Linked DNA regions of Mus musculus: all the other regions are linked to region 1. Evidence: chromatin contacts called from public Hi-C, Micro-C and promoter capture Hi-C data. All regions are on one chromosome and are shown on one strand. The core of a region is the stretch at or near the end of the contact, and the rest is flanking DNA. Distances in the headings are between cores, read along the strand shown.

What was found. Promoter capture Hi-C pulls out the DNA fragments that hold promoters and counts their contacts. Hi-C and Micro-C count contacts between places; a contact is called where the count stands out from the background.
Region 2: a contact with region 1 is called in a promoter capture Hi-C map of liver, with 2.2 times the contacts expected there. The contact joins the enhancer-like site here to the promoter of Ppa2 in region 1. A contact is called at or near these places in 7 of 39 promoter capture datasets (embryonic stem cells, frontonasal cranial neural crest, hippocampal neurons and 3 more) and 1 of 9 other capture datasets (liver).
Region 3: a contact with region 1 is called in a Hi-C map of myocytes, with 2.7 times the contacts expected there. The contact joins the enhancer-like site here to the promoter of Ppa2 in region 1. A contact is called at or near these places in 5 of 39 promoter capture datasets (the C10 cell line, cranial neural crest, embryonic stem cells and 2 more), 2 of 484 Hi-C or Micro-C datasets (muscle stem cells and myocytes), 1 of 115 datasets of contacts at active chromatin or transcription factors (fibro-adipogenic progenitors) and 2 of 9 other capture datasets (adipose tissue and liver).
Region 4: a contact with region 1 is called in a Micro-C map of embryonic stem cells, with 5 times the contacts expected there. The contact joins the promoter of Npnt here to the promoter of Ppa2 in region 1. A contact is called at or near these places in 4 of 39 promoter capture datasets (embryonic stem cells and stem cell-derived epiblast-like cells), 1 of 484 Hi-C or Micro-C datasets (embryonic stem cells) and 1 of 9 other capture datasets (pancreatic islet).
Region 5: a Micro-C map of the G1E-ER4 cell line shows a contact between it and region 1. The contact joins the enhancer-like site here to the promoter of Ppa2 in region 1. A contact is called at or near these places in 2 of 39 promoter capture datasets (cranial neural crest and second pharyngeal arch cranial neural crest), 1 of 15 datasets of contacts at CTCF or cohesin (embryonic stem cells), 3 of 484 Hi-C or Micro-C datasets (the G1E-ER4 cell line, Th1 cells and bone marrow-derived macrophages), 1 of 115 datasets of contacts at active chromatin or transcription factors (effector CD8 T cells) and 2 of 9 other capture datasets (adipose tissue and liver).
Region 6: a contact with region 1 is called in a Hi-C map of B cells, with 22 read pairs. The contact joins the enhancer-like site here to the promoter of Ppa2 in region 1. A contact is called at or near these places in 5 of 39 promoter capture datasets (the C10 cell line, the HPC-7 cell line, embryonic stem cells and 2 more), 7 of 484 Hi-C or Micro-C datasets (B cells, the Ba/F3 cell line, CD8 T cells and 2 more), 4 of 115 datasets of contacts at active chromatin or transcription factors (embryonic stem cells and microglia) and 3 of 9 other capture datasets (liver, macrophages and pancreatic islet).

The regions. Positions count from the first base shown.
Region 1 is chr3:133,307,999-133,311,959 of GRCm38.p6, reverse strand. Ppa2 (pyrophosphatase (inorganic) 2) reads right to left here and starts at 1,850. Exons shown (of 12, transcript NM_146141.2): 1 at 1,679-1,850. The coding sequence starts at 1,820.
Region 2 is chr3:133,723,559-133,727,519 of GRCm38.p6, reverse strand. No RefSeq gene overlaps it. Among named protein-coding and RNA genes, the nearest start is that of Gm40153, 62 kb to the right of the region's middle. Within about 2 kb of position 1,764, at least 3 of the 459 cell types and tissues checked have an H3K27ac peak or open chromatin away from gene starts, as enhancers often do. A contact at or near this core is called in liver, where this site is marked.
Region 3 is chr3:133,671,481-133,675,441 of GRCm38.p6, reverse strand. No RefSeq gene overlaps it. Among named protein-coding and RNA genes, the nearest start is that of Gm40153, 10 kb to the right of the region's middle. Within about 2 kb of position 2,186, at least 47 of the 459 cell types and tissues checked have an H3K27ac peak or open chromatin away from gene starts, as enhancers often do. A contact at or near this core is called in muscle stem cells and myocytes, where this site is marked.
Region 4 is chr3:132,948,427-132,952,387 of GRCm38.p6, reverse strand. Npnt (nephronectin) reads left to right here and starts at 2,097. Exons shown (of 14, transcript NM_001287101.1): 1 at 2,097-2,415. The coding sequence starts at 2,345.
Region 5 is chr3:133,621,540-133,625,500 of GRCm38.p6, reverse strand. No RefSeq gene overlaps it. Among named protein-coding and RNA genes, the nearest start is that of Gm40153, 40 kb to the left of the region's middle. Within about 2 kb of position 1,845, at least 87 of the 459 cell types and tissues checked have an H3K27ac peak or open chromatin away from gene starts, as enhancers often do. A contact at or near this core is called in the G1E-ER4 cell line, Th1 cells, adipose tissue and 1 more, where this site is marked.
Region 6 is chr3:133,581,418-133,585,378 of GRCm38.p6, reverse strand. No RefSeq gene overlaps it. Among named protein-coding and RNA genes, the nearest start is that of Tet2, 39 kb to the right of the region's middle. Within about 2 kb of position 1,823, at least 97 of the 459 cell types and tissues checked have an H3K27ac peak or open chromatin away from gene starts, as enhancers often do. A contact at or near this core is called in B cells, the Ba/F3 cell line, CD8 T cells and 4 more, where this site is marked.

The DNA.
Region 1 (3,961 bases), core at 601-3,100:
GGGGTAAAGTGGGGCTCCATAAACCCCATGCAGCGTCTCAATTTACTGTTATTCCATTAATTCTGTCACCGTAGAAAGACTACTGTGTTTCTGATAGGAGACATTCATGACATATTACTGCACTTATTGAAAACCCAAGACACGTCCACCGTATTATACCCACAGGCTTTTCTGCTTGGGCTTTCTGCCATTATATAACAGCATCTCTTCTGGAAAACACTCCCAGTGGCTGTTACATTGTAACTTTGGGAATATAACCCATTCAGAAATGAGCACACATATTAAGGGCTTCCCTTCCTTCTGTTGTTTTATTTTTATGGTTGCTCTTGTTTGGAGACTGTTGTCTACCCAGGATCCGGTTGTGTACACACCCTCTTTTAAAAGACCTAAATCCATCTCGCCTCAACAAGAAACAAGACAGGGTCTCTTGTAGAGGAGCAAACAGAAACTAATTGTGAAGAAACTATTTATTATAAGATTTATTACAATGACAAGAGTTTGCCATTCGAAGTGCCCCATGTGTTCAATCCAGGAGACAGAGGGAGGTGTACTACTGTGAGTTCCAAGCTGCCCAGGGCTGCCCAGTGAGGCCCTGTCTCAAAATAATACAAAAAAAAAAAAAAAAAAAGAGTTTAAGCTAGGTTTGCTCCTTTATCACAAAATAATCTTCAACCTTCAGCTCCAGAAAAGTAACTGTAAAAATCAAAGTACAGTTATTAATGATTTCAAGTTATACTATAAGTCCGGTGACTTCTTTGAACATACATAGCCGCTTCTGCAGCCCTATCTTATAGGGGAAAAAAATTCTAATACTTAGCAAGTTAAGACACTCATCCAGCATGGGGGTCTCGGAACAAGATTTAGCTTCACCTCTTCAGGGCGGAACCTCCTAAGAGGTGTGCACAAGCCTTGACATTGCAACCGCTCCGCTACCTGGTATTAAGTAAAGGAGGCCTGAAAGCAACCCATCTACGTGGCTATTTTCACGCGATTGTTAACGAGACCTACAGAGTGAAAAGAAAAAGGAAAGTGGCCAGGAGCTTTTCTGTCTTTGGCGTCAGCCCAGGGCAGCCCAGACGGCCCTCTTTCTAGGTTTTGCTCAACGTACAGGGCAAGAAAAGGCACCACATTCTCGCCAGAACGCCGGCCAATCTCCTGCTTGTGGATGGCATTCAGGGTGCAAACTTTTAGGTTAAAAACTCAGTTGACTGTTGCTGTTTTTAAGTTAACCTTACCAAACAAAAGGTTTCGTGATGGCGTTGTGCACACAAGCCTATCCCAGCGCCTGGCTCACATTCTCCTCCCACTTCCTCCCTGCCTGTACGCCTGCGCTGACAGCAAGGTCGCGGTCGCAGGCAAACTCGCTTTCGGAGTGAAGACCCCGGTCCCCAAAGTTCTGCGGCCGTACGGAGGCGGATGGGCTTAGCAGCGCCCAGGAGGCGGCGCGGGCGAGCGGCGGGCCACGGCGCGGAGGTCAGCGGGAGGAGCTCAGCGCCGCGGGCCGGCTGCGGTCGCTGCAGAGGGCGGTTGGCCCCGCGCCACCCTGCGCACCGAGACCGGTCCCCTCCGCAGCGGGCTTGGGCGCGGGCTGCGGACCCGGCCGGGCAGAGCAAGGCAGGGCAGGGCACGGCGCCGCGGCCCCTCCGCCGGCCGGCGCGGAGCTGGGCGAACGACTTACTGAAGAACAGGCGGTAGTCCTGCGAGCGGGGATGGCCCAGCTCCTCCGTGCGGTACAGGGACATGACGCGGCGCGGAGGGCGGGCGGCGGCCCCCACGCGCCACCCTCGGCCGACGCTCAGCAGCGGCAGCAGCGCGCGCATGGCGGACGGTCTGCGAGAACCGCAGGGTCGGTGCTGGGCCCGGCGCGGCCGCTCGACGGCGCCCCCTGCCGCCCGGAGCCCGCACTGCCTCCCCGCGGTCGGCCTCAAGTGGCATCAAGTCCCACCCTCTTCTGCATTCCTGGGGCCACCTACCTCTCCACTTTGCTCCACAAGCCCTCAGAGGCCGAAGACCATCAAGACAAGGACCTTAGAAGCCCCAGGAATTCACCACCACGCACCCACTCACACACTGTCAGTGTCTGCGGTCAGACTTTGATTACATTAATGTAGCACTTGGTTGCATGCATACCTCCAGAAATTTCTAAAGGAACATCCAAGCCGGAAGGAGGGAGTGTACACACACGCGCGCGCGCGCGCACACACATACACACACACACACACACACACACACGACTATAATGTATAATGATCGAGCGTCCTTGTGAAGACATCTGACACAGATTTATCCTAAATCTGTAATTCCCTCAAACGCCACTTCCTCCATAAGGCCCTTTAATATTTAACCCAAGTACAGGTAACTTTTAACTTCTCTGCAATTGCATACTTCACAAGTATTTCTGTCTGGTCCGGTGGCCACAACTAGTTACAACAGCAGTCTTTGCAGTCTGGTCCAGTAACAACGGGAGCTGTGGTTCTAAGGAAGGAACCAACCATTGCCCTTTTCTGTAGACCAGTTGATTGGGAAGACCTCACTGGAATGGTCTTCCGGACCTCTACCAGTTTCTGCTCCAACTGTGAGCAAGGCTCACATCCTCACCTACTGGGTTCTTTCTGCATCTAAATTGTGACAGTTAAAACCCAAACTGGTTTTACCCAGGTTTCAGAAAGGATCTCTTAGAGGTGCCACTAGCCACTTAGACATTGCTTAGCCTAGTCTCTAAAAAATTTTGACATTAGTGGCTTTGTAACACGTCAACATGATTAGGCGGAGTTGCAAGCTAAGTTGTCCTATAAAAAATGGAAACATTTCCTTCCTGCGTTTATTTCATTGATTTATATGATTCTGCCTATGTTAAAAAAAGAAAGCTTAAAATTTCACCTAAACTTCAAATATTGGATATTTGAGAAAGAAATTCCTACTGAAACAAGGTTCTGGGCTGTCTAATAGTCTAGATTCTTAAAATTAGCATCAAATTCCGGGTATGTGATTTAGGAACATATTACTTTATGGCATTAAAAAGAAATGGCTTGATTTTGAACATATAAAATCTCATCTTTCATTTTCTATAATTTACTGAAATACCTGTGGATCAAAACCGAATATACAATACATGTTATGAGAACAAAGTTGGCTTACTGGTTAATTTTAAAATACAAATTTCTGAAGATATTTATTCAACAATAGTTGTCCATTTCAAATGTAGACATTTGGAACCTAACTCGCTGAATTTCCTCTGTGGACATCTGTCACTATCATGTAGCAAGTGTGGGGGTTTGAATAGGTAAGGCCCCCATAGACTTATGTGTTTGAATTACATAGGGAGTGGCACTATTAGGAGGTGTGGTCTTGTTGGAGGAAGTGTATCACTGTGGGGGCCTGGCTTTGAGGTCTCCTGTATCCAAGCTCCGCCCAGTGTGGAACACAGTCTCCTCCTGACTGCCTTCCAATCAAGATGTAGAACTCTCAGCTTGTCTAGTATGGCTGCCTGCATGCTGCCATATTTCCTTCCATAGTAATAATGGACTGAACCTCTAAAACTGCAAGCTACTCTCAATTAAATGCTTTCCTTTATAAGAGTCGCCTTGGTCATAATGTCTCTTCACAGTAATGATGAAATTAAGACAGTAAGTGTGTGTCTTAATTTTTAATTCTAGGACTTTACAAAACAGGGGTAAAGACAAATGTTCAAAAAGCTCTTGAGCACAGATCCAGAATTTACAAATAAAAGAGAAAACTGGCTGAGCTTGGAGGGTTGGGGTGACTGGTATGTAGCCGAGCTTAGCCATCATTCTGATTTTGTATCTGAGAATAGTGAGGTGTCCAGGAGCCAGTCCAATGTGGAGCCCAGGAGACAACTATAGCATGGAACTTGCAGGACTTGCAATATATTGAATAGCTTTTAGTCTATAGAAATTTAGCTTATGGTCACTTCACAATAAACAAAATACCAGGTTGCTAA
Region 2 (3,961 bases), core at 515-3,014, 420 kb before region 1:
CTTTTAGTGATATAAATGAAAGTGTTTCCCTCTCTGATTTCTGTCTGGTAGATAGTATAGTGTATCAAAGTGCTAGTGGTGATATTTTTTGTAATATAACCCCATACATAATCTTTGCAAGCACCTATCTGAATGAATGTCCTTTTAAAATGTGTATATAAGTTCTTCAATATTTTTCAAAGACTGATTGGCTTTAGATAGTTTAGGGAACAGCTGGCCCATTCGCATAATTTAAATTTTAGCGTGTGACTGCTGACTTTAAGGACACACAAAAACATTCTCTAACACAAGTAGATACAAACAAATCCCCTAGATTAGGTTATGTTTCAATGCCTTTTATTCTGTTTATTTTATCTTATGCTATGTGTTTTGCCTGCATGTGTGTATCTATACTAAATGCATGTGTGGTGTCCTCAAAAATCAAAATGGACCTTGAATTCCTTCGGCTGGAGTTAATGGTTGAACTATCTTGTGGGCTCTGGAACCCATCCCAGGTGCTTGGTGAGAACAACAGATGCTCTGAACCACCGAGCCATTGCTTCAACTCTTCTGCTGCCTTTAAGTGGCAGCCAGAGCAAGGATTCCAAAAGCTTCACAATGCACCCGCTGTCTTCGAGCTCTTCTGCAGTACCGCTGTCTACATCCCCTGAAAGCTCACCGTTCCCAAAGAAGTTCTCTAAGCAGCCATTGCTTTTCAGTGATTCTCAAAAATCAAATACTGAAATTCAAATCTCAGAAGAAGAAAAACATCTTGTGTGACACTTCAGTCCCATTTTCTCCTACTGGGTTCACAGAGTATTATTAACAGGGCACATAAACATGGCCAAGGGATTCTGTGTTTAGATAATGAGTGAATCCTTTAAACCATCCTTTTGTGGTTGATGCTCCATCAATGGAACATCTAGCAGATTCTTTTTATAGAGATATAATTTGATCTGCAATGTCCTGGAACATGTTTTTCCAGCTACTTGGCTTCAAGTTTATGCTAATTGCCAGCCATTCTCTCACAAGTTCTGTGGCACACAGAAACAGTAAAATCTACATTCCCCTCCTAGAATCATTGAGAATGAATCAGAGAACTTTTTGTAGAATCCACTCAGGTACTAATTGAATGTTTGCTTTCTTTTTAACCCCTTGTTGTTCTGAATTTCATTTCCCTTATGACACAGTTACTCTCATACTACTTACAATTTTGCAACCTTATACTATTTATAACTTCTCAGTATGACCTACAGCCTTGTAAACAGTAATGGGAAAGTAATATTTTGAGCTCCACATACGAGGCTGGATTAATTGTTTTGAGTGCATTTTCTCAGGAAAAGAAAAAAAGCAAAAGACAATTTAACAGTGAACTTGTATTGATAGTCAAGAAATACGGGTGTGAGAGTGAGGGCTAAAGAGGTGGCTCAGTAGTTAAGAACACTTATTGCTCTTGCAGACACCCTGGGTTTGGTTCCCAGAGTTCACATGAGATCTCATAACTATCAATAACTCGAGCTCTAGGGGAGCCAATGCTTTCTCTGGGTCTCTGTGAACACCAGCCATGCATGTAGTGTACATACATGATGCAGGCAAGCACACACTCACATTAAACTAACAAACAAGCAGACAGAAAAAATATAATAAAAAGCAGTACAAGATATTTGGCTTTTTTTTTTAACCATGAAAAGATCAATATGTTTTAATTAGTGCTGTGTTTACTCAAAGAAGTAAGCTAAGCTGCAGAAGAGCTCTGTCAAAAATCAACATCCTGGGCTCATAGTTCAAGAAAAAGCTTCTAAAATTGCGTTGACCCACAGGTAGCCTTGGTGCTTTGCAAAAGACACAAAAAACACACTGTGGACTTTTTTGCTTTATTTTGCTTTGTTTGGCTTTTTTTTTTTTTAAATCGGTCTGTTGCTTGTGTGTTTTGTTTTGTGTTTTTGTGTTTTGGGAGGGTATTTTGTTTGGTGTTTGGTTTTGTATTAAAATTCTTTCAAAACAAAAAAGACAACAAACAACAACTCAAACTCAGCTAAAAAAAATATTGGGGGGTGGGCTATGAGGAAGGATGGACTAACAAAGCCTTTAGAGACCTCTGTATTCAGACTGGTACCTCTTTCAGATCTCTAACCCCAGTTATTTGTGCTGGTTGCCCCACAAGTCCTCCAGACCTTAAACTTCATATGGAAAGTGCATCTGAGGCCAGGCCTGAGCTTCCTTCCATTGTAGCCTTTTCCCTCAATCTCAGCTACCATGGTTCAGAAGAGGTGAGGCAGTGACTCAGAGACTGGCTTCTTCACACTACTTTGGTGATACATCTCAAAGTATATGGTTTAAGGAACCTTTCTACTACTAAGAAAACATCTATGCTGTATTCATAAAACCAGCCTTAACACCAAGTCATGATCCTGAAATACACACAACTCTTATTTTATTAATGTCAAACAAATAATATAATTATGTCACTTCCTCTTTCCAAACCTTCCCATAAACTGATCCTTACTCTCTTTCAAATTCATGATCTCTCTTCTCATTAATTGCTGCAAAACAAACATATAAGTGACATTATGTGGACTAATCATGTTGTATTTATGCACTTAGGAATGTGTGTGTGTGTGTGTGTGTGTGTGTGTGTGTGTGTGCATAAACTGTTTCTTTTAATGTCTACCTTATGATATCAAAGAACTATTCCAAATTTACCAGACTCAGGCTTCTCAGAATTTCCCTATGTCCAAAGTTTGCTTCTCACACAGAGCTATGCACCGTCACCCTAATTGAACTTAACTTTGGTGTTAAAGCCACAAAATTATGAAACTTCAAATAATTTGCAGACTAGGTATCTTGTCAAGGTTGTGACTCCCTTAAGCTGGTCTACCTTCTAATGCTTTCTGGTGAACTACATCTTTGTGTCCTTTGCTCCTCTTTCAAATGAAAGAGGTGACTTCTGCCAGAAGTATATAATGTGGGAACTATAAGATATCAGAACATGAAGGAAATATCAGTGGTTTCAATGTATTGATGAGACAACTAAGGGCCATGGTTAGCACAGCTCTGTGATGCTATACAGCTCCCGGATCTTAGTTCACTGCACATCCCTAGTTAGAAATGTCCACTGTGATGGCAACAAGCCAAACCAAAGTGCCATTTAATTTCTGACTGACCAGTGACAGAAAATGGTAGATATCTGCACTGCCAAGTGAAAGATGAAGAGCCTATAACTACATTGGGCACATAACTCTTAATGGAGATAATTTTATTAATGTATTTCAATTACTTTTTCCGAAAACTTACCATATGCCTTTATGATATTAAGATAATAATAACATTGAAAATACCAACCCCTCTCTTTAGATAGAAGGCAAGTGTCGAGAACTGGGGGAAAGCATCAGCCAGATGAAAATCACATTGAGCTGTATTAGTAGAGAGACAAGGTTAATTAACAAAGCATGTTTCAACAATAAATAACAATAAAAGAAATGGTCTGCTGCCTTGTGGCATAAGACATCCCACCCATAACTCAAAGCACTAAGAATTAAAATTCAATCCATTGAATTGTTGGTATAGAAGTTAAAAGTTACAAAATACTTAAAAAGAGGTCACTATATAATGGTCATAATTTTTAAAATGGTATCCCTTTCTATGCAAATAATTGAAGCAAGTAAGCACCACATTTCTTAGGCATTCATTCGATGTCTCTGCTGAATAATAATGCTGAGACTCCCACACAGTGTAACGCTTCAGGAAGACTTCACTCCACAGACCGTGGTTTATTATATTCACAGAAAATACTGGCGTGGATGAAGTGCTGACCTCCCTAAGAATTGCATAGTGAGGGCACCCCAACTTTTAGGGCTCTAGTATAACTGATCATTTATATTCACAAAACTCACATGTTGAAATACTAAAACTACATTACTAATACCATTATGGTATTAGGAGAGATCTTTGAAGAGCAATTAGGTCAAAGGAGTAAAGAGTT
Region 3 (3,961 bases), core at 937-3,436, 360 kb before region 1:
TATTGAGTGAATTCCTTTGTGATTGTGTTACCTCACTCAGGATGATGCCCTCCAGGTCCATCCATTTGCCTAGGAATTTTATAAATTCATTCTTTTTAATAGCTGAGTAGTACTCCATTGTGTAAATGTACCACATTTTCTGTATCCATTCCTCTGTTGAGGAGCATCTGGGTTCTTTCCAACTTCTGGCTATTATAAATAAGGCTGCTATGAACATAGTGGAGCATGTGTCCTTCTTACCAGTTGGGACATCTTCTGGATATATGCCCAGGAGAGGTATTGCTGGATCCTCCAGTAGTACTATGTCCAATTTTCTGAGGAACCGCAAGACTGATTTCCAGAGTGGTTGTACAAGCTTGCAATCCCATCAACAATGGAGGAGTGTTCCTCTTTCTCCACATCCTCGCCAGCATCTGCTATCACCTGAATTTTTGATCTTAGCCATTCTGACTGGTGTGGTGGAATCTCAGGGTTGTTTTGATTTGCATTTCCCTGATGATTAAGGATGCTGAACATTTTTTCAGGTGCTTCTCAGCCATTCAGTATTCCTCAGGTGAGAATCTTTTGTTTAGCTCTGAGCACCATTTTTAATGGGGTTATTTGATTTTCTGGAGTCCACCTTCTTGAGTTCTTTGGATCTGGAGGGCATCATCCTGAGTGAGGTAACCCAATCACAAAAGAACTCACATGATATGTACTCACTGATAAGTAGACATTAGCCCAGAAACTTAGAATACCCAAGATATAAGATACAATCTGCAAAACACATGAAACTCAAGAAGAACGAAGACCAAAGTGTGGACACCTTGCTCCTTCTTAGAATTGGGAACAAAGCACCCATGGAAGGAGTTACAGAGACAAAGATTGGAGCTGAAATGAAAGGATGGACCATCTAGAGACTGCCATACCCGCGGATCCACCCCATAATCAGCCTCCAAATGCTGACACCATTGCATACACTAGTAAGAGTTTGCTGAAAGGACCCTGATATAGCTGTCTCTTGTGAGACTACGCCGGATCACAGGGCCCCCAATGGAGGAGCTAGAGAAAGTACCCAAGGAGCTAAATGGGTCTGCAACCCTACAAGTGGAACAACAATATGAACTAACCAGTACACCCCCGGAGCTCTTGTCTCTAGCTGCATATGTATCAGAAGATGACCTAGTCGGCCATCAGTGGAAAGAGAGGCCCATTGGTCTTGTAAACTTTATATGCCTCAGTACAGGGGAAGGCCAGGGCCAAGAAGGGGGGGGGGTGCAGTGGGCGGGAGGGTTTGGGGGACTTTTGGGGTAGCATTGAAAATGTAAATGAAGAAAATACCTAATTAAAAAGAAAAAAAAGAAAAAGAAGAATGGAAATGAATACTTTAGGGAGAAAAAAAACAAGTTAAAAATTCAATTATATGATAACACAAAATACATAAAATTATACAAATTTATAAATAAAAAATGGTAATAATAACAATGATGCCATAGATGAAAAGCAAAAGAGAGGAGGGAGGGAGGGAAGGACAGAGGGGAGACTGGTTCTTTTCTCTTCATGGACGCTGCAGACTAATTACTTCTTACTTCAGTAAAGAGCTTCCTTCTAACCTGGTATGTTGGCATATGCCTTTAATTCCAGCACTCAGGAGCCAGAGATAGCTGTGTTTTAATCTAGTCCATATAGGAAGTTCCAGGCTAGCCAAAAGTACATAGTAAGACCCTGGGGGGAGGCAATACATATACATATGTATATGTATGTGTATGTGTATGTGTATGTGTATGTGTATGTGTATGTGTATGTGTATGTGTATGTGTATGTGTGTGTGTGTGTGTGTGTGTGTGTGTGTGTGTGTGTGTTTAAAACTCCCCCACTCCCCATCCAAAAAAAATAAAAAACAAACAAACAAACACTTCTCAGCTAATGATCTTAGGATGGATTGCAGCTTATCTATCAACTGTTATTATGCTCACAGTTATCTACACTAAAGAACTCCATTTCCCAGAAACCTGTTTCCATATCATTCAAAAATAGATTGTGCCAATGAGACATTCATAACATTTGGAAGAGAAGTCACTTTTCTCGGAGCAGCTGTTGGCAGGCGAATGAGATCATCGTTGGCCGCACTGCCTGGCTGCCGACACATCTCCCAGGAATCACCTGCTATAAGCGGGCTCTGAGATCATCAGCAAAAGTTTCCAGTGGCCACAGACACCGGCCTGAGAACAACTCTCTGCAGTGCTCCTACAGCCAGGTTCATAAGCAGTGGCTACCCTGCCGCCCTCCCTTTTCAGATCTGCTGAAAGGGAAGCTTCCAGCCCTCATCTACAGCTCTCCTATGGCGAGGGGCCAACATCTTTCTATCCAGAATATTGGAGAGATTTTTGCTCTAGACAAAATCTGAACATGCCACAATAAAAATGTTCAGTCAGTGCATTAATCCAGGGATTTAAATCGTTCATGTTTGATACTTGCTGGGCCCTGTGTTACACATGAGAGAATTCAGTGGCAAGCCAACAAGCAGCTGTCTCCACTGTGTGTCTTCATTAGCTCAGTGAAGAACAGATTATAGAATATAATGGGACCAATGAGTATACACTCTAGTGGCTCCTTTGAGGTATGACAGGACTTCTTTTCAAATGGTGTAAAATAAAAGTTGGAATGGGTACATTCTTACTATCACCACCACCAGTTCACACAAGAAAGAAATTCAAGACAAATTAAATACTACATTACAACCAACAGAAGTTTGGCAGAAACCCTGGAAGTATGACTAAGTATTTTTAATGCGTCTGAATTGTATGATACTACAATGGCATGAAGCGTGTAATAAGACAAATACTTCATCTTCATCCATGGATCATCTGCAAACTTAAAAACAGTCTTCATACATATATTTAAATCTGATATATACTTAAATTTTATTTAATTTTATATTTCAATCCTATAAATATATTTATAAGCATTTAAACCCTTAGAATTCAGTATAGAGGAGACAATATGAATGCCTCCTCTGGGTAATTCTAACCAGGAAAAGACAATGTGGAATTCATAGCCCATCAATTCAATGTGGCAGCCCATCGCTAACACATTTATCCATTTTATGTTATAAACTACTTAGTGTTAGAAACTATCGAACATTTGGGAAAATTAGTTATTTTGGTAGGAACTTGAAAAAATTGTGGATGAACAACTATCTGGCTTTAGTCAAGTGACAGTAAAACAACAAAGTTCATATAAATCTTCTTGGCTCTTTATATCTCTTCAAACCTGTGTCCCCAAATTCTCAGTATAATCAAAGGGACCTCTTGTCATCTCTGTCAGGTACTTGGCTGCCCGACGTCTGGTGACATTGCTGAGTACCAGAAGTAAGCTTTGTTCTTCACAACCAAGACTCTACCAGACATTTGACTATTAAGACATTTTGCTGCATAGTTTGTGTGCATTGCATCCTGCAGAGCATAAGAGAGGAAGATGTATGTGGTCTCTGTCCTGGGGGGTATTAACGTGGGGGTAGGAGCTCAGAGAAGCTGTAGTCCCAGGAGACAGAAGCACACACAATGAAATACAGGAATAACTACACCAAACACAGTTGGTGTGTGTTTCCCACAAGACACACCAGCAAGCAAGATCTAAAGAATGCCTTTGAAATGCTTTGTTCTAGAACCAAAGCTAGTGAGTGAAATAATCAAGAAACAGAAACAAGCTTGGGAAAGCCAGAGACGTCCACGGCTCTTCAGTCACAGGGACTGCAGAAGATTCAGGGTAGCATACAATAATGAGTGATAACACGGATGATAAAGTGATAAAATGAAACAGAATATTTTACAGATTTTATAGGCCCAATATGCTAGGGTAGGAGGTTTGAACTTTGTGCAGAATTTGAAGTCCTTGAGTATTCTAAGCAATGAACCAAGATTAACATTTGGAGCATTTTTACTTGATGCTGTGTGGAGAGTGGAGGAAGGGAGGGCATAGA
Region 4 (3,961 bases), core at 848-3,347, 360 kb after region 1:
CACAATGGCCTGATACACCATGGGAATCCTTTATCGTCTCCTCAAGCCATGATACAAGAGACTGATACAATATCCACTTCCTCCAGGCAGGAGCGAGTGTGCAACAGACAGTGTGCCTGTCCATTCAACCTATTTAAGCCTTGTGCCAGCCAGTGGGCCGAGCACCCAGGATGTACTGACACGAGAGGAATTACCTTTGGCTTCTTGTTGGCTAGAAAGACCTAATGTGGCAGAGAGGCAATGACAACATAATTTGCCAAGAGCTGCTCTTGGAGACATATAATATTATAGAAGTCCATATAATAGAAGACAAGCCAAAAAATTATATAAGCATGGATCCAAAAAGTATAAGTGGAGATTGTTCAAGTGAAGGAATGTGGAAGTTTTCTGGGCCAAAAAAAAAACAAAACAAAACAAAAAAAAAAACCCTACCTATGTCAGAGAAGTGTGCAGTCACTGTCTTATTTCCACCTATCACTCTTCTCCCCTCTTCTGAAGTTATTCTCTAGCCTGCAGGTTAACCCAACCATCCACTGTGCCAATGGAGCTCTTTCAGGAACCGAACAGGAGCCAATAAGCAATGCATGCCACCAAGGAGTGGGGTCGGGAAGCAAGCCTACATTACACTGACAAACATTTGACTTTTCTGCAGAAAAAAATATTATGCCTCTTAGACTATTTTGGACTTTGTTAGAAGCATCTGAAATGGATGACACCAAGCTGTTTGCCTCAAACAGTGTCCCAAGCCTGAACCGGCAAGGATAATTTTCTGAGATTAAAATAGAAACTTCTTTTGCTAACAGAAGCAACTTGGAAATCAAAGAACTATTATTTTTCCTTTTCTTGCAGAAAAGTCCTGTTTTTACACATACTGATAAATCAGGATAGTGTAACCAAACTGGCACAGAACTTTTCGTTAACAATTTGAAGTAGCAGAAACCTTAAAATGATGCGAACGGAGTGACAGTTGAATGTACGGTAGCAAATACTTTCGATTAACATTTATGAGCACCTACTATGTGCCAGGCAATGTTGTAGGCACTAAACAAAGATAGCTCTTCTTGGAGAGTTTACATTACAACAGAAAGAAGACATAGATAAACAAATTATGCTGTAAGAGAAAAGATCAGTACAATGGGGGGGGGAAGGCAAAGTATGGCTGGACGTGACACCAGAGGGGAAGATAAGAATTTTAAACAGCATTCATATTTGGCTTTTAGGGTGACTTTTAGGCAAGGAAGTGAGATTCAGCTATACACACAACCTCTTCAATGCATGCCTAGAGGGTGCCAGGCCAGGAGATCATGGACTGAAGAGAGAGAGGACAGGACAGCCAGCCATTGGGGGTATGGCCTAAGGACGGGAATGATTTAAGTTTGAACGTATATTTATGAAAATCATTTCTTTTCAGTCCTTTGGTGCAATGCTTTTTATGATAGCTCAGTAACTACTTCAAATGGTTCTAAAGAGGTCCCCTCAAGACCAGCTACACCACAAGCTAAGTGGTAACTAACTCCCCTTCCTCTGGGGTGGAGCACTTGCCCTACCCACGGGGGTGCACCAAGTGGAGCTTCAGGACACAGACAGTTTTCCAAGGTTCTTCTCTTTCTCCTGAGCCCAGAGTTCTTCTTCAAAATTCGACCTGAGAGCCGAACCCCCCCCACCACACTCCCCACCCCCGTTAAAAGGTGCAGGGATATTCCAGCTCTGTAGGAGAAGCAATCTGGGTCTGCCTGCCTTCATCAGTCCAGGAACCCCTCCGGTAGGTGCAGAAAAGTTGGGTTCTCCCCTATAGACCACCTGTGTGTGTATGTGGGGGGGCATCTGTCTACCCCCACAGAACGCGTACTTCCACTTCCAACCCCACTGTCGCCCCAGCCTCTGGCGGCTGGGCTCACTTTTTCAGGCAGGTCACCCGACAAGCCCTCTCCCTAGCTCTGCTCCCAACTTTTCTCGCAGCCCGGGGGCAAGCGCCACCCGTGGCCGAGGCTGCCTGCGCGCCGCATCCCCGCCCCTGAGCCGCCCCTGCCCCTGGGGCCCGGGGAGGGGCGAGCCCCGGCGCGCGCCCAGGGCACCAGGGCGGCGGGGCAGGGAGGGCGGCGGGCTGCGCGGCGCGTCCCTCCCGCCTCGCCCCTCCCCGCGGGCGGCGCGGCTCCCGCCGCAGCGCCTCCCCTCGCCAGGAGGGAGCCGGAGGGGCTCTGCCAGCCCGCCGCAGACCTGCCCGGCTGCGCGCTGCGCTCTGTGCGTCCCAGCAGCCGCGGGTGCCGCGCCGAAGGCGGCCGGGAGATCCCGGGACGCGCAGCTCCCCGCAACCTTCAGCGTCCCCGCGTCCCGGTCCTCCGGCATGGCTGTGCTCCTAGCGGCGGTGCTCGCGTCCTCGCTCTACCTGCAGGTGGCTGCCGACTTCGACGGGAGGTGAGGCGGGTCTCGGGTGCCCTCCCCTTTCCCTCAGGGACCTCGAGTGGAGCAGCCTGGCTCCGGGCTCAGGAGAAAGAGAGGCTCGTGCCCCGTGTGCGGTGAGAGCGGGCAGGAGCAGGGACACAGGTGACGCGTGGAGCGTCCCTACAGCCAGTGATCAGGATGGACTGTGTCCCGAGGGGAAACTTGCAGGTGACCCGGCGATTCGACAAAGGGTGGCGGCGAGGACCGTACTTGGAACAAATGGCACCCGAGGGCTCTCGGTTTGTGGTTCGGAGGGGGGACGGTGTACACAAGCTTAACATGAGTACTGAGAGGAGGCGCTCGGGGTGCGTGTGTGTGTGTGTGTGTGTGTGTGTGTGTGTGTGTAGCACGCGGCACCGCTCAGACCTGGCGGGCCTGACTGTTGCTTGCTCTGACAGGTCCCAACAACCTCCGGCAGGGTCTCTGCTGTCACTCAGCGTGTCCCCCCAAGGCAGCGCACCGCGCGATCTCCCCGGAGATCCCGGGCTCAGTCCCCACTGAAGGCCTCAGCTGGACAGGTTTCCCGCTGGCTCACACCACCACTCACCCCTGTCCCCATCCCTCAGAGCTTGTCCCAGGGCTGCCTTGAAGATGCCGCACCTGTTTTACCTGCAATCTTGGAACGAATCAATTCCAGGATTGATTGGCTTTCCTGTCCCTGGAGGGGACCAGAGGAAAAGCCTCGGAGCGCGGAAGAAAAAGGCACCCGCTCCCGGTTCACCACCTGGTCGGAGGAAATAGAAGTTGGGGTTGTTTTGTACTTTGAGCCTGAGGGTAAAGCGAAGATGAATTGAAGAGATAAAGAGTTTAAAGAAGAGTGGAAAGCAGCCAGAGGCTAAGCCTTTTATTTTCCAAAAGCAATTCTTTGCCCACATTTGGATTTGTGGTGCATTACTTTGGGGCACACATATTTACAAAGAAACACACACACACACACACACACACACAGCCTAGGTGTCCATTTACAAAGAAACACACACACACACACACACACACACACACACACACACACACACACACACAGCCTAGGTGTCCAGAAAGTCTGGTAGGTGTGAATCTAAACAGGCTAACAGTCACAGGTGTAAGTGTGATCTGATGCATAAATCTGCATCCTAAACTTGGAGTCTCTCTGGGTACACTTTACATCGGAGAGGGAAATAATGTGGATTGCTGATGCAGACAGCTTGTAAAATACGAGGACACTTGAGACACTCTTCACGGCCTGGTTTTGGGCTTTTCTTACAGCAGTGGTGGGGAAGAGGAGGAGGAGGAGGAGGCAGTTGTATAGAAAGAGCTTGGTTGGTTGCATTTGATTTTTGAATAAGCTCCTCTTCTTGCCCATTTCCTTATCTGCCCTTTATACGAAGCAAACATTCTTTCTGCTCTGACAGATCTGTTATTCAGCACATTTCAGCGTCCCGGTGCATTAGTCAAAACTGCCCCCTCCTCCCCGCCCCCAACAGCTGTGAGTCTGGCTAATCTGTTTTATTTCAAGCTTTCAGAAACCATCCCGTGAATA
Region 5 (3,961 bases), core at 596-3,095, 310 kb before region 1:
GTATACCATAGGAAAGGGAGAAAATACAGGATGACATCAGGAGTTCCAGAATGTACTGTGGGCAGTTCACAGCCCAAAGAGAATGGTCAGGGTGCTATTGCCAAGGTGAGATTTGACCATTTTTGCTTCAAGCAATGGGGCTAGCCCCAAGGATATTTGAAATGGCATGTATAACTTTCTTCTTCCAGCTCCATAGATTTGTAATTTTTGCTAGTGTGGGGCTCAGAAGATGTGGTAAATTTCCCAACTTGCCAGAGTATTTGCTTTTGACTCACACAATAGCTTTGGTGAGTAAGACTATAGTCATTTTGTTACTGCGATGGGACATGAACGAGTGGGAACAGGAACAGAGAAAGGAGAGGCTCTGCCACACTGAAGAGTGGGAAGCCGGTGAGGGGCAGGGACCTTCTCTCTAATCTGAGATTAAGGAAGGTTCTGGAAATATGTGGGTAGAATTAAGTCAAGAGGTAATCATTGGGACACGGCAGCAGACTCCTTTAATCTCAATGCTGGAGAGGAAGAAGCAGAGGCAGGTAGACTTTCAGGAGGTGGAGGCCAGCCTTGTGGAGAGTTCTAGACCAGCCAAGTCAGACCTTGTCAAAAAACAAAAAACAAAAACCAAAACCAAACCAAAACAAAACCTCCTAACTCACTCTACTTCCTAAATGAACACCTTCATTCATTCCTCTTTAGTAAGTTTGAATGATCTAAGCCTGATACAAACATGACTGACACATTTCAGGCACAGTGTACCAAGGAGACAGAGGTGAAGGTGGTGATAATGCAGAAGGGGGAGGGGCCACTGTCCTTAACAAGCTACTGTGACATGGCTACTACACAAGCACCCATACCAGAATAACCACAAGTTAAAAGATCACAGTAAAATAGATTTGTCACACTCTAAGTCAAAAATTAACATTATTTTTCAAAAGACTGAAACTTAGAAGTCATGTTTTCATGTATGATTTGTTGTAAATTGTTGTAAATGTCTTTCCTACCAAATTCCAAAGGCCTGAAAAGTTTTGGTAATCTTCTCGCTGCTGTTAATAACTCAGTGTCTCACTGGGGGCCTAATGGGCACCTTCCCCCACAGTCTCCTCGCCTATAGAAGCAGAAGAGAATGCAGATTCAGACAAATGAGACACTGGAAAAGGTGATGTGACAAGACACATTGGGGCAGCAATTAATAACAGACCATCCATGCAGAGACAAGTGGCTGCACACACAGGAACTCACACATAAAGTGGCTTATCTTAGGAACATGGTTTCTGATAAGAACGTGACAGTTGTGGTCTCCCTAGTTGGTGGTGGTGTTGTATGTAAGCTGGAAGTACTCAGATACTAGAGAAAGACACATTCTCCTCAGCTGTATGTCTCAAAAGTCTCCCCCAAAACTCTGATGACAAGATAACATGTGAACCATATGTAGACACTGTTTAGTGCCATATGATATTCTACATCCATAAGCAGGTTGGTACTTCTACAGAGGGAATTATAAATATATAAATATAAGAGGAAAAAAATAAGTGACTCTTTCACAGAATACATCCTTTATTGTTCTCCAGACTCCATCATTCAAAGGAGGTGGGGGTTTTGGATTTGGGTTTTGGTTTTGGGATTGTTTTATGCTTTTATCTCAGTGCTGACCCTTTCCTGTTTTCATTGCTATATGAAGTACAACTGACTGGAAGGTATCACTTTACCATCCTGACCATAAGTTTCCTGCTGTTTCCTTTGCTCTGTTCCACCTTAGATGCTAAAATGCTCTGTCTCAGAGAAGGCTGAGTCCCCAGCCCTGCATATCTTCACAGAGACGACAGCCCAGCAACACAGCAAAATGACAGAGCCATTGTCTGCGCCCAGCATAGGACTTCCCCCTTTGTATGAGCTGAGTCACATTTTTTCCTGTTGTCAACTTGAAGGCCGTCCGTTGATGTATGATAGGGCTATCTCGCTGATGTATAAAGGCAGGCAGAGAGGTCCCCTTCCACGTGTTTGCCTTACCTTGGACCCTTACCAATTAGAAGCTGCCCACTGGCTCAAAGAGATAAGGCATGGCTTATTAAGGCTCAGACAGAGCACTGAATGAACTAATTTCTGACCATTCACTTCTCGTAGAATGGTTCCTTAGGTTCCTGCCTTGTGCAATCTTACTGATTTTAACAGAGGCCTTTTGGGATGTGTAGATGCATTTTCTGCCTGATATCTGTCCCATTGGCACGTGCTTTAAAACCACAGATACATTTGGTTGGCGGGCACATTGTGAAAACAGGAAGTCAAAGGATGGAAGCAACTGTGAAATAAGCCTAGCAAGTCAAGTTTCTACTTAGGAGCCAAGACAGGAATACTATTCTGAGAAATAACTGAACAAAAGGCAAAGGTCTATGTCTCTCTCAAGAAGGAGGAGTGCCCAGGCAGTGCCTAATTATAATAGTTTCAGTGCCTTATAACCAGTGAAATGGTTTCAGATATTAATCCTCAGTACCACTGGTAGACATGATAAAATCTCCCAAATTAAGAGAAAGGCATGATGACATCTGCAGGCAGAGAAATGTTTGAGATGATACAGTTGTCTGATAATCACCATAGCAAGGAGTTTTAAAAATACATTTTCTGGGGCTGGAGAGACAGTTCAGCAGTTAAGAGCACCAACTGCTCTTCCAAAGGTCCTGAGTTCAAATCCCAGCCAACCACATGGTGGCTCACAACCATCTGTAACAAGATCTGACACTCCTCTTCCACAGTGTCTGAAGACAGCTACAGTGTACTTACATATAATGAATAAATAAATATTTTTAAAAAATAGATTTTCTGTTCTAATTTAGACTCACTGTGTATTCAGTAAGCATCTACTAAATGCTTCCTCCAGGAAAGGCCCTCTCAGAAGTATTATGAGGCACGAGGCATCCATCCCTTAGCCTCTGAGGTCATACCAGCACTGTTCTGCTTTCTCACGCCTTCAAAGCACCTGTCCTCAGAAAGACATTTATTTTGTCCATGGTATACTTTCAAAAGAAGGTGATTTAACAACCATGGGGGAGATCTTTTTAGATACCCTCAAGTCAGTGGATATTCTGAACGTGGAAAAATATTAGGATGAAATTGTGTGGCCAGTTGTGTGGACTAGTTTTATGTCGAGTTGACACATGCTAGAGACACCTGGGAAGAAGGAACCTCACCTGCAGAATTATCTTCATAAGACCAGGCTGTAGGCAAGTCTCTAGGGTGTCTTCTTAATTAGTGATTGATGAAGGAGGACACAGCCCACTGTGAGTTGAGTCACTCCTGGGATGCTGGTCCTGAGTGCTATAAGGAAGCAGATTGATCGTGCCATGAGGAGCAAACCAGTAAGCAGCATCCCTCCATGGCATCTGCATCAGCTCCTGCCTCCAGGTCCCCGCCCTATCTGAGTCCTTGCCCTAACTGCTTTCAATGATGAACTGTTATAAGGAACTGTAAGCGGAAATAAACCCTTTCCTCCCCAAGTTGCTTTTGGCCATGGTGTTTCACCTCAGGATTAGAAACCCCAACTAAGACACGGGTTTTAGGCAAATACCAGGAAGTAGTACCTCAAAAACATTTAATGGGTTCATGAAATGTATTACTTGAAAATGACCAGAAATATAAAGAGTTTACAAAACACTTGGGCAAAGTGGTGAGACAAGACAACTGTCCGTAGAAGCTGGGTAAAGCATAGAAAATAGAAAGTGCCATATATTGAAATACTGTTCAATTATCTCTCAAGAATTCCTATGTGAACTATACCACATACATAATAGAACATATCATCTATCTAGATAATTGAGTCGATTACTATCTCTCAAAGTCTGCCAGAAAAACAAAACAAAACAAAAGCAACATTAAACTTTGCAATGGGACATTTTAATGTCATCTTGCTAGAGGGAGAATAACACATGAACAATGAAGACAATTAACAAGACTCATGATGCATATATTGACC
Region 6 (3,961 bases), core at 574-3,073, 270 kb before region 1:
CTAGTCCAATTCTCATTGGAAAAATGTGCATTTCAGTTAAAACCTACCCAAAGCAAAGAAAATCAGAGTGATGAAATGCAAGTCACACCCTCAAGGGAGAACTGCCGTTTCACTCTGGAACATGCTTGTGACATCGGAGTTATTGCTGAGTGGAATTTGTCACCAATGAGCAAAGCACTAGACTCAGAAAAGTGACCACAAACAACAAGCCAATTATAAGTCTTGAACACTGTCTCAAAAAGATTTATCTTTATTTGAAACACATGAGTGTTTTCTCTGCATATATACCATGAGGGAAGTGACTGCAGAGGCCAGAAGGGGACACTCATTCTCCTGGGGCTGTCACAGATGATTGGGACATGCCTTCTCCTCAGGCTGGAGTCACAGGAGGCTGTGCACAGCCCTGAGAGTGTTGAGGCCTGATCTCTCATCCCCATCAAAAGCAACAAGGGCTCTGGCCTGCTGAGCCATCTCTTCAGCTGCTTCTAAGACAGTCAGTTATCTCAAGAAACAGGCAAGAGTCTACAGAGGGAAAAGAAAAGAAAAATTAAATGTAAAAATAAAATAAAAGAAAGTGTCCCAAAGTTTAACCCAAAATAAAAGATAAAAGAGGCTTTCCAGAGAAATAAAAGACTAGTGTGGAAGCCTAGGGGGTAAAAAGGAACAAATGAAAGCTACCCAGAATAACCACGGAAGCAGGCAGTGGAAGGGCAGGAGGTATACTTGATCCATGGGGAACAGACTAGCTCCATCTGAAAAACCAAGAAGGGTAAGCTAGAGCCCAGAGATATCAAAATATGTGTCATGAACAGCATGACAAGGCTGTGAAAGCTGATCTCTGTTAAAGAAACCTCAAATGAACAAATGCACAGGCCTTGCTGGAACCCCGGACTGTAATAATTTTGTAATTTGGGAAGAATTGGGGAAATCTGGGCATGAGTTATAGATACCACATTGCTACAGTTTCTAAGAATAATAACAGCACTGTGGTTATATATATATATATATATATATGTGTGTGTGTGTGTGTGTGTATGTGTGTGTGTATATATATTTATATATCATTATTGCTTAATGATATATGTGGTGTTTAAGGACCAATAAATTTCTAGAATGCTTGATGTTACTGTCAACTAATTGAGACAGAAATCATATTGTAATAAAAGACAAAGTGGGTCAATCCAAATATTGATAATTGATGATGTTAGTGATATAAATTCATAAGCAATGTTGTATTAGTCTTGGCATTTATCTGTAAGTTTGAAATTTTAAAACTAAAGTTGTAGGGCTGCAAGGATTACCTGGTAGTTGTTTCTACTCTTCCAGGAGACCTGAGAGTTTGGTTCCCAGCAACTATGTCAGGTATTCTAACCACCTGTAACACTAGCTCGGGGGATCCAAGGTGCTCTTCCGGCTTCTTCTGGGCTCTTCTGACACTTCCACACATGTGACATGCATTCACACACACACACACACACACAGAGACACACACACACCACATAAAAATACTTTTTTAAAAAGCTGAATAATTTTTCCCAAAGTGAAACCTCTCACGAGGAAGTGTGAAGGCCCAGCACTCAGAACAGTGACACTGAAGGATCGTGAGTTCCTCGGCAGTCTGAGCCACAAAGTGTGACTCTGTCTCACAGCAAGAAAAAAATATATTCACAGAAGTTTTTAATAAGTAAATTATGCTGGGCACGGTGTATAGTATACGCCTTCCATTCCAGCACTCAGGAGGCAGAAGCAGGTAGATCTGTGTATTCAAGGCCAGCCTGGTCTACAGAGCAAGCTTAGGCCAACCAGGGCTATATGGTGAAATCCTGTTTCAAACAAACAATAAGTAAGGTGTTTACAGGCAAAAATTTAAAACTCCCCAACTAGGTAGCATACTACGTTTTCGGAAATGCTCAACATTTGTCCAACTTCCTTCACCAGAGGGAAGAAAGATGAATTTTTTAAAAACCCCTATACTAATTATTGCTGAATTCTGCAAATAAGGACAGGAGATCTTTGGAGGTTAGTGCTATTCTTCTAATCAGAACCACAGGGGTTCTCCCCTGCGAGTGTGGACAGGAGCAGTTACACTGTGGTATCTATTGGGTAACATCGAGAGTCAAAAATAGGAAGCTCTAGATGCAAATTAAGTTTGTGGTTTAAAAAAAGAAACAGAAAAAAAAAAAAAAAGAAAAAGAAAAAGTTGAAATTTTTTTTTGAAGTAAACTAGCCCAGGGGAATTTCTTTCCTCAATTGAGGCAGCTGTGTGATTTCTTGAGGGGAAAGGCAAAAATGAGGTAATGTGACAGGAACAGCCATTTGCATCATGTATCTTAGGCCGATATGGTGGAGAATCACCTCGTGGGTAGCCTGTCTCTAAAATGAGAAGTAAGATGAATGTGTGTGCTTCTCCAATAGTCTAAAAGGTGTAAAGCCATTTTGTACTATGACTGTTCGCACACGGGGTAATGGGCTTCACTGTGACATTTTCACACATGGGTAGCACAGAATGTTTGCTCACCCTTACCTCCCTCTGCTCCACTGTCCCCTGGCTCCTACATTGTCCCCTTCTCCCTAAATAGTCCTCTTTCTGCCTTCACGTCTTTCATATGTGTGTGTATGTTTTGTGAGAGGTATTCTTCCCATGAGAGAACATGTCTGTTTCTCACCCCCCATAACCTCTTCTTCCCACCTCCCTCTCCTCGTCATCCTCCACCCACACAATCCCCCTCATATTTAATATCACATATATTTGAGGGGATGGAAACCTTCAAAGGGAGCCTTCCCTCAAAGGAAAGAATTCCTGCTCATGAGACATCATTTACTATTGCATCAAGTTTATGCTGGCTACGAAGGATAAAAAGAAATAGTAAGGCCAGGGGCCGTCATTTACACTCAGAAAGTGACGGGGGTGGCCAGCTACATGGGACAGAAGTGAGAGGAAGGAGGGAGGAAGAAAGAGAGGATGAGCCTTATGCAGTGAGACAGTCATCCCAGGCCACTTACTGCCACAGAAAGAAAACGCTCAATAATACGGAAATACTTATTACTGTTGCCGTCTGCAAACCAATTCTAGACACATGCAGTCCCTTTCAACCTCCCACACTGTAGAAAGAGAAGATGCCTTGTGAACCACAGCTATCTATATTCTGACTCGACCTGGGGAAGGCTAAGTATGGGAGAAGGCAAACTGCTGCCTTGTGGCCCACTTCCCATTACAGCCAGAAAGAGCTGTTGGTAAACAGTTGGACACTGTGCAGCAAAGTTTACCAAACTGAATAGAACTTTTGACGTGTCAGACCCAAGTTCTCTCTTTCATATTAACTGCATCAAGTTACATTAACACTGCATTAGTCCTCGGTTTCATCTGGGGCTACAGAAACATCTTTTCAAGGAATGACAAGAGGCTTTGAGATTAGAAAACCTGCTTATGACAATTTGATGCAAGCAGTTATTTTTGGTCTGTGTCTTTATAATGCTTCCATTTATAGTGGTTCTTTAAAAAAAAAAAAAAAGCTTAGTTTTAGAAGAGCTATGTTTTACAGCGGGACCTAGAAGGGGGGCTGGAGCATTATGTAAATTTGAGGTGAAATCTCTTGCATCTTCTAGTTGTGGGGATCCTGAGTCGAATTTCTTAGTAACTCTCTGTACGTCTGACTCCCCATATGCAAATGAATACAAGAAGCATGCCTAAGTATGTGTGATGTGCGGGCAGTCATATAGGTGACTGCCTGGGACCATTGCTGGCTCTCTTCACTAGTCTTTATTTTCCAGTACTGAGGATGGTTCTTAGGGGCTTTGCATATGCAGGCATGCTCTGTTGACACTTTGGGTAATGTCAATAGACACTGAACTACATCCATATACATCTGTATAATCTGCCACGTTATACAACATGGGGTTGGCCGTAGGGTGGGCAAATTAAGACATATCTTTTTATATTGTAGAACCTGGTTTTCAATTT